Linked DNA regions of Danio rerio: region 2 is linked to region 1. Evidence: chromatin contacts called from public Micro-C data. All regions are on one chromosome and are shown on one strand. The core of a region is the stretch at or near the end of the contact, and the rest is flanking DNA. Distances in the headings are between cores, read along the strand shown. Region 1 overlaps ttyh3a (tweety family member 3a). Region 2 overlaps ttyh3a (tweety family member 3a).

Region 1 (4,295 bases), core at 943-3,442:
AATAGTAATCTCTATAATACTAATACAACAATATTACTGCTTATTATTAGGATTAATAATAATAATAATAATTGTTATTATTATTATTATTATTATTATTATTATTATTATAAGAAGTAATATGATATATAATAAAATAATACTGTATGGTTTAAAAGACTGTCACCAGTTTAACAATTATGCGTGACATCTGAATCATTGTCAATTGTGAATAAGACTTTGTGAATTGTTTGAATCCCTTTTTTTATATTCTAGCATTTTTTGATGACTAATTGTTCTACTGTATGTGTGACATTTATATGACATTTAAAGTGACACTTCACACAAACATGTTCGCACTAAATTATTCTGTCTTCATTTTCACTACTTTTGTGCATCCAGCGAGAGAATCTTGAAGCCTTTAATAACAGTTTGTGCAGCGCTTGTGTTTGATGCAGCGTGTCTGTGTTTCTGCAGGATTATGTGCAGGCACTGACTGGCGTGTGTTACGACGGACTGGAGGGTCTGATCTACTTGGTGCTCTTCTCCTTCATCACAGCTCTCATGTTCACCTCGGTCATCTGCAGTGTGCCGCACACATGGCACGGCAAAAGGTACGATCTGTAAAATGAAATGAATTTAATTTGTGCTGCATAGAAGCACTGTAAAAGATTAAATGATTATTATTCAGCTCAGTTCAGTAGTGCCAAATCTTATCGACTTTGGAAGGTTGTAGATTTCAAACAAAGTGGCCAAATAATATTTAATAGATTTTCAAAGTAATACAACTGTAAAGGGGGGCGACACGGTGGCGCAGTGGGTAGCACGATCGCCTTAAACAGAACTGCTGCGGCTACGTGCAAGGCATGCGGCGTGGGTCACGCTGATAGCCCGACGCAGAAGTCTTTAGAATAGTCCTAACTTACCACCAAACAGTGTTTCTAATTATACACTTATATATTCCTATCATTAGATCACTTAATTGAATTTATGAATGAGAATATGTATTGTCTGACTTTGCATTTTAGATAATTTTTCACAAAACTTGTCCTGTGCAAGTGTTGTTCATTCAGTACAACAAACTCCTTTTTTTGTAGCTGACTTCACTCAGGATGTCTAAACCAAAGATAAAAACAAGGGTGAAAGTGTTTAGTGATATGTTTGTGTGTGACATTGATATGACGACAGATCATCGCTCAAGAACTCCATGGAATGGACTGCATCCTTCCGGCTCTTTCCATTTTTCTTTGTTTCCTTTCTTCTTTCTAAATGTTCATTATAGTAGTTGCTGGCGTAATTACATACAATATAATGACTTTGGCCTGGACCCATGCGGCTGCTGTCCCAGGACAGGCTTGCATCAGGCAGACAGGATTACACTGGAAGAGATAGAAAGGACAAAGACGCCAGCTTAAGCATATTATACAGTTATCACATTCATAAGCGTGTCTCATGATACTCCTCTACTCGCTCTACCTCTTCATTATGGATAATTAGCAGTTTCTGAATATGAGTTTGGGCAAGCTGTGGCAGGCAGTGTAATGTGGAGGCGGATGATGATTTTGTTAACGGGGTGGACTGGTGGGAAATATTTAGCAATATGTGAAAGTCAATGCATGAATTTTTATGTGCAAGGAATATTTTTCACATCAGTGATACCTTATAAAAGCTGTTTTACTGATGACCTTGATGGAAAGTGGCATATATGTAGGTCACAGCACTAATTTAATATCACTTGCTGTGTCTTAATTGATAAAAAAAATTTAAATAAAAAAAAAAAAAAGCAAAAGTAGCTGTGACGATGATCAGTGGTGGTAATAACAGTGATATATATATATATATATATATATATATATATATATATATATATATATATATAGTTTTTTTTCAGTAATCTAATAAATTACTTTTACCCAGGCACATGCACACATAGGGCTCAACCTGTGCAGTGCGCATGCCCTTTTTAGTCTTAAATAGAAAGTGCCCTTCCAAAATGATCTGAAGTGCCCCCGCGACAACACGCCAGGAGTTAGCCATTGTAGAAGTTAGCTATTAAACTGACAAAATGTAAAATAGTTCTCACGGTTCCTCGTGAGATCAGGCTGTCCTGTCAATGTTTATTTTCCTCCCTCTGTTCACCGTCAGGCTGTCCAGATTCACTTCATTCTATTTCTGTTCCTATATAATCCAATCATAGTTCAGCAGAAGCAGGAGAACAGGCTGTTAGTGAATCATGGAGTCATTACAGCAGGTATTTTCCAGGCTTTCGCTCAACTGGTAATATGTCATGCAGGGTTCCCACGAGTTAAGGAATTTCATTGAATTTTAATTCCAGACATTAAAATTAATGGATTTTTTTTTTCATCAAAGTCATGAAATATGAAGGATTTTTCGTAGTTTAGTGCCCATTTATCAAAATGTAGTTTTTCTATACTGTATCATGTTTTTTAACACGTTGTTTCACACTTTTTGCCTGTTGTAATGGCTATGCTATTCAGTACATCTTTATTCCTTTCCCGCTGGTCAAATTGCAGTTACTTGAGTCAAATGTAATCATAAAGCTCTATCTGTTAACTTGTATGCCGAGATCAGACTGCATGATTTTAGCACCTATTTTGATTCACCTACTTGGTTTTGAGAAATTGCTGACAAAGCTCAAGCGAATCGGTGCTCGTTCACGTGAGTAACAAACACAGTGTGAACTATCAAAGACGCAATCTGAGAGAATCATCTGGTGCTGTCGGCAATTCAAAACCATGCTGTGTGGAATGTGTTCTGATTGAAAATAACATCAGCGATCACCTACAGCCAATGAGAGAGCAGCATCCACTAGTTTGAATATCTGCAGGCCAGCGGGAGGACGGGGAAGTTAAAAGTGCTTATTTTCATACTATTTGGACCCAAAAATGATTAAGAAATTATTATAAATTTGGCAGAAACACCAGTCACTGTTTGACGTGTCATTTGAGCAATACAATAACCAGGTTGGAAAAGAAAAAAAGTTGAGAAGAAATTGCTAATTCCTTTCAAAAGATCAGGGGCCTTATGTATTAACGCTGCGTATGCACAAAAACTTTGCGTACGCCAGATTTCACACTCACATTTGGATTTACTAACGATGAAATGAACGTGAGAATGCATTGGTCCACGCCAACTTCATGTCTGGCGTACGTGCATTTCTTGTGTATGTTTGTTTTATTTCCGTTGGCGACTCCTAGAGGCAATTGTATTAAATTGCACACTACACTACATTGCACTACTATCTTTGAGCCGTGCAATGGTAGCTGTATGGGACAGGATCATCCGCATGTCTAGCAGGTATATAAGGTTTCCATACCATGCAGTTGACCAGCCAAACATTTCAGCACAATTTGCAGCGATCGCCGGTTTTCCAAGCCTGGCCTTTCCTCTGAAGTGTAAATATGGAAGAGTGGATTACAGCATGATGTCTTGTTCAATCTGCCTGCTGAATTGAATCATGTGAATTAGAATGGCTCCCTCGTGTTTGTGTGTGGACTTGATGTGCTCTTTTGATCGGAGATCGCCCTCTGCTGTTCAGAGACCCCCCTGATGCTTTCATACAGAAAATCACAGAGCATTTATTCATGCGCTGTTGGACAAAGCCCTCAGTGTCTGAATGATTCATGATTTCTTCCCAGTTTTTGTAAGTTATTAAACTGTAATTATGGCTTAAATTGAGCTCTGATTCTTTTCTTCTTTCTTTCTTTCTTTCTTTCTTTCTTTCTTTCTTTCTTTCTTTCTCTGATGAATCTCTTAAAAAGGTGCTGCTGTTAATCAACTGCTAGTATTTCATGGATGACAATATCTCTTTTCTTACGCATCTCGTCTGTGTTTTGCTCTCTGCAGTTTCCAACAGTGCTAACCACCAGTTTAACACCAATTCCCACTCCAACAGCATTCACGTCTCACGCTCTCAGTCGGGCCGCTTCTCAGCAATTTACAAGTTGCATGACTTTGGGCTTGTTTTAAAAGAACAATGAGAGACACTGAAGGCAAAAACATGCACAGTTTTGAGTGTCTCTTTTGGGCTCAAAAATTGTGTGTGGTTTTGTTTTAGTCTAAAGGAACTACATGCGTTTAACCCTTGCATATTGTTCAAATTAACTAACTTTTCATTATATTAGAGGCTGTTTTCCCCCATCTTCCATTATAACAAGGTTTTTTGATTGTACACCAGGGTTAAAGGCTGTTTTCTCATTTATTGGGCCATTATTCAAATGAACCACCAAACCTTAGTTATCTTCATATCTACTGAGGGTTTCTACAGAAGCATTTGTTTAATACATATATGGCTC
Region 2 (4,295 bases), core at 1,347-3,846, 54 kb before region 1:
AATGAATGTCGGAAGACAGTAGTTCTTCGTACAAAAGGATTTTGAGACTCTCTGTGTTTGATTTTCTTTTATATATACACGATTATGTCGTCAAACTGTTGTATAAATGCAATATCACACTCGTAACAGTGCGGTATGGTTTTATATCATCACTGGTGGAACACTAAGGCACTTGACCTGTGGTCTCAGGCCAAGTCACGCATTCCACCAGAGCCGATATACAGCCAAATCTCACTGCTACGAGTGTGATGTTGCTCATATATAGCAATATGTTAAGACAGTGCCATATCTCACTTTCCTTTCGACATTCTTTATAAGAAGTTGCCACAGTGGAATGAACTGCCAGTAAGGGAGTATTGTTTATTTCAATATACAATAAAAGTTTGATATGAGTGCATGTGGAGTATTGCTTGAAGTGCTCATTTTTGAGCATTTTGTTCACATATATAGTTTGAAGAGGTGACAGATATGGGTGATACTGTAAATACATGTGCTGCTAACACATCGTCTTCCTGTGCTGGTAAAAGTGTTTGAGATGTAAACTAACAACTAACATTTTTAAGTATATTCTCCATCTTTAAGTGTAGTTATTAAAGTAATTATATTTTGCTGTATGGGGTGTGTGAGCTTTGAGCCTTCTGTGTGTGAGTTTCCACTTAATTTCAGTAAACAAGTGTGGCTGTGAACACTAATAATTCAATAATTCTGACTGTAATATGCAGAGATATTTTTGTGGTCACACTTATGGCTGGACAATATGACAAAAATGTTGTATTTTCAATCAATTAGGTTTATTTTGACGACATGGAAATTTTTATTTTAAAAAAGCTACATTTTAGCGTATAAACTCAAAAATGCTTGTTTATGTGTGATTTTCTTTTTTTCTCACTTTATTTAGAACTTTGGAATGTACAAATATAATCATAGTATCCGCGGGGTCTTAAAAAGTATTAAAAGTTGATCAATCATTGTAGAGAAATTAAGGGCCCTTTAAAGTATTAAAGTCTTAAATGCTGTTTTGCAAGGGGGTATTCAGTTTTATATCATTTTTGATTATGCAAAGTATGGTTGTATGCTAGAGCATGCCTAAATTAAATCTGCGAATATCAGGATGCTCTGTAGTTTATCCAATCAATAAAATCCTGCTAGATTTGACATCTTGCTGCTTTTGTTTACTGCTGAAATCAAGGCATCACCATTATTTCTGCAGTTCTTTGGGCACATACCTGCTAAATTATCTACATTCAATAGATTTTTATTCAGTATATGAATAATGTTTTAGTTTAGGATTAGTTTCTTACATTAATAATTAGGAATTATACTGTAAGTTATAATCTTATCAGTGTTTCCGGTTGAAACCTAAAGTGGTTATAAGGTCTTAAAATGTATGGAAAGAGTCTTAAAAAAGGTCTTAAAATCTATTGACTTTCACTCTCTGATTCCTGTATATACTCTCTATAATATAAATACTAAATATAAACATATTAATGAAATATAAAACACCTTTCAAAATTGAATGACAGACGAATGAACACCATCACCAGCTAGGTAAAGAAAAGAAAAGAAAAGAAAAGAAAAGTAAAAAAAAAGAAAGAAAGAAGGTTTCCCAGAGATGGGTTGCGGCTGGAAGGGCATCCGCTGTGTAAAAACGTGCTGGATAAGTTGGCGGTTCATTCTGCTGTGATAATAAAAGGACAAAGCCGACAAGAAAATGAATGAAAAAAATGAAAGAAAGAAAGAAAGAAAGAACTTCATTGACTTTTTTCATGAGTATATGTTTTTATTATTCGTTTACTATTTAAAAAGGAAAATCACTTAATGCCAACAACACATTGTGTCCAAACTACTAACTTATTTCAACCTTCTTGGGGGAAAAAACGAACCTCAGCATCCACATAATTTCTCAGTGAAGTCACTGTTTTGTCTTGTTTTACTGTAAACTCGCAAGTAGCATTAGAATTGTTTACTACAAACAATATGGGAAATGTCCCACATAACACCGTCTAGTCATCCAGAGTCTGCTATGAGGGATTACACTGTGTATTTGTGTATTTAGTTAACGTTGCTCTCGCAGATTATCCAGATTTGCTGTGTTGTAGGAATGCTGGGAACTCCACTGAAACCTCTCTAATGGGTCACATGACCACAGCCTCAGGGGGGACGGCGAGGTGACATCTGCTTCCTGATCTGCACATTCAAGCCGCAACACGTCCCGAACAAACACCGCAGCATAAACCCAATAAATCTCACACAAAATAGCTGCTTGTTTATAAAAAATACAGCTAGGCTAAGCGACTGTCATTGGATTCAACTCAAGCGACTTCCTTCCTACGTTAAGCCACAGTGACAATGGCTTCTTCACATCCATGTAATTTGTGAATCTAAATACTTAGACTTTGATCGGAAAGCAATAAGACTGGCGAGCGCATGGAATGTGTCTTAAACGTACTCTAGCTGAAAGCTGCAAGGCCTGTCATGCGGTGAATAGCTCTTTGTTTGGCCGCAGAACCCCACTAAGCAGGGTGGCCGCTGATTGTGTGCTTTACAATGGAGTTGGGTGATATACTTGAGTGAGAGAGGGTGGGGAATGGGAATGAGTGGGATTCAGAACCCCCATTGGCTGCTTGCACTGTTACGCCATCTGGTGGTGAGGCAACAAGTTAAGAGAGTTTATCTAAAAATGAAAATGTTCTCGCTTTTACTTCTCTTCAAGCGGGTGTAAATATTTGATTTTCATTCTTCTATTGAGCGCAAAACAGATTTGGACGAATGTTGGGAACAGGTTGACAATGGTGAAAAATATGTGAGGGAGTTTTTTCAACATCCTTTAAAATATCTTTAGGATTCAACAGAAGGAAGAAGCAAAAGCAGGTTTGGAATCACTTAGTAAATAGTATTTTATTTATTTATTTTTTATTTTATTTTTAGCTAATTAATTTTTTTGGTCAGCTAAACCTTTAAGTGGGATGTTTTGGTTGTTCTCTAAAAGAAGGTAACTTTAATGAAAAATCTCAGTGGGTTTGTGGGGCAGCGTATGTTTATGACCCGAATACTATTTTTTTCTTTTCTTTTTTGTTTTTTTCTTCTGGTGGGTCAAAGCTGTTAGCACAATCGATTGGTTTTCATATCTGTTTTCCCAGGGCTGTTGTAGTAGCCCAACTGTGTGTTGAGTTTCACTGAGTGCTATTGATTGTCTGACCACTGTGTTTCTGTTTGGGGCTCTCACATGTGCAAAAACACTTGGACTAAATGGACTAAAGAATCTTCGTGGACAAAAAAAGCTTCTTGTTAACTGTTAACAGTTCAGGTGATTGGCTGTGAGTAGCTGTGTGCTTTAAGTTTTAGAGGTTATATTACACTTGCAGAAGTCAACACATCCCAGTCATCTTTACAGGTTAGGCTTTAAGACTTTTAAACAAGCAACTTTTAAAGGTATGAGCCATATTAAGTATATGCATTAATGCCCATATGCTGTATCGCTCAAATTAGGACTGCACGATTATTCGTAAAAAGATTGCAATCTTGATTCTACTCTATACATGATCTTAATTTAGCTTTTCTGTGATTTAGCAAATTATATTTTCAAGGTCAGGAGAGAAGCGTAAAGGTGGTCGCATAAGCCTTCACATTGTTTTATATACATTGCTCAGCAACATGGACACCTCCAAATGGTGTTAAAATTGTCACTTACTGTATTTATAAGGTATAGTTCACTGATGCACTGTTTGTTTACTACCAAGAGGACATTCAGAGCATTCATAGCGAACATTGTTGTGCATGAAATAAATGTTTAACAGTGTCAGTATAACTACTCTAGCCTATATAATGCAGGAGGGAATGATGAAAATGACAAATGTCTCATTTTACCTGTGAAAAAAATGTTCTAATAAGGTTATCAATGGCAAATGACATGCATATCTCAAACATAATAATTCAACTTCAGAATTATGAATAGTTGAATTCTTATATCATCACTTTACTGCTATTTAACAACCAAGACAAAATTTGAAGTGTGTTCAAGTCCACCATTTTAAGTCTATACAAATTGTAGCATTTTAATTTTAATTAGAAGTTTTTACTGGTTTCCTCTTAATATAACATGCAGTATCACACAAAATAACAAAATGCATACAGAATCATCCAATTTTTTATGATAATTTGATAAAGTTAAAGATACAGATAAAGGAAAAAGCAGTATTTTTTAAAATGTGTCAATTTAATGTAACTTTTTTGTCATAATTTTTGATCCCGATACCAAAAACCCAAAAACGATTGTCAAACTGAAGCTTAATTTA

What was found. Hi-C and Micro-C count contacts between places; a contact is called where the count stands out from the background.
Region 2: a Micro-C map of caudal fin shows a contact between it and region 1, with 5 times the contacts expected there. The contact joins two enhancer-like sites. A contact is called at or near these places in 2 of 18 Hi-C or Micro-C datasets (caudal fin and an unstated tissue).

The regions. Positions count from the first base shown.
Region 1 is chr3:41,001,433-41,005,727 of GRCz12tu, reverse strand. It overlaps ttyh3a (tweety family member 3a), which reads left to right. Exons shown (of 14, transcript XM_679082.10): 11 at 457-593. Among named protein-coding and RNA genes, the nearest start is that of lfng, 63 kb to the right of the region's middle. Within about 2 kb of position 2,192, at least 3 of the 62 cell types and tissues checked have an H3K27ac peak or open chromatin away from gene starts, as enhancers often do. A contact at or near this core is called in caudal fin, where this site is marked.
Region 2 is chr3:41,055,897-41,060,191 of GRCz12tu, reverse strand. All of the region lies in intron 2 of ttyh3a (tweety family member 3a), which reads left to right. Among named protein-coding and RNA genes, the nearest start is that of ttyh3a, 52 kb to the left of the region's middle. Within about 2 kb of position 2,596, at least 41 of the 62 cell types and tissues checked have an H3K27ac peak or open chromatin away from gene starts, as enhancers often do. A contact at or near this core is called in caudal fin, where this site is marked.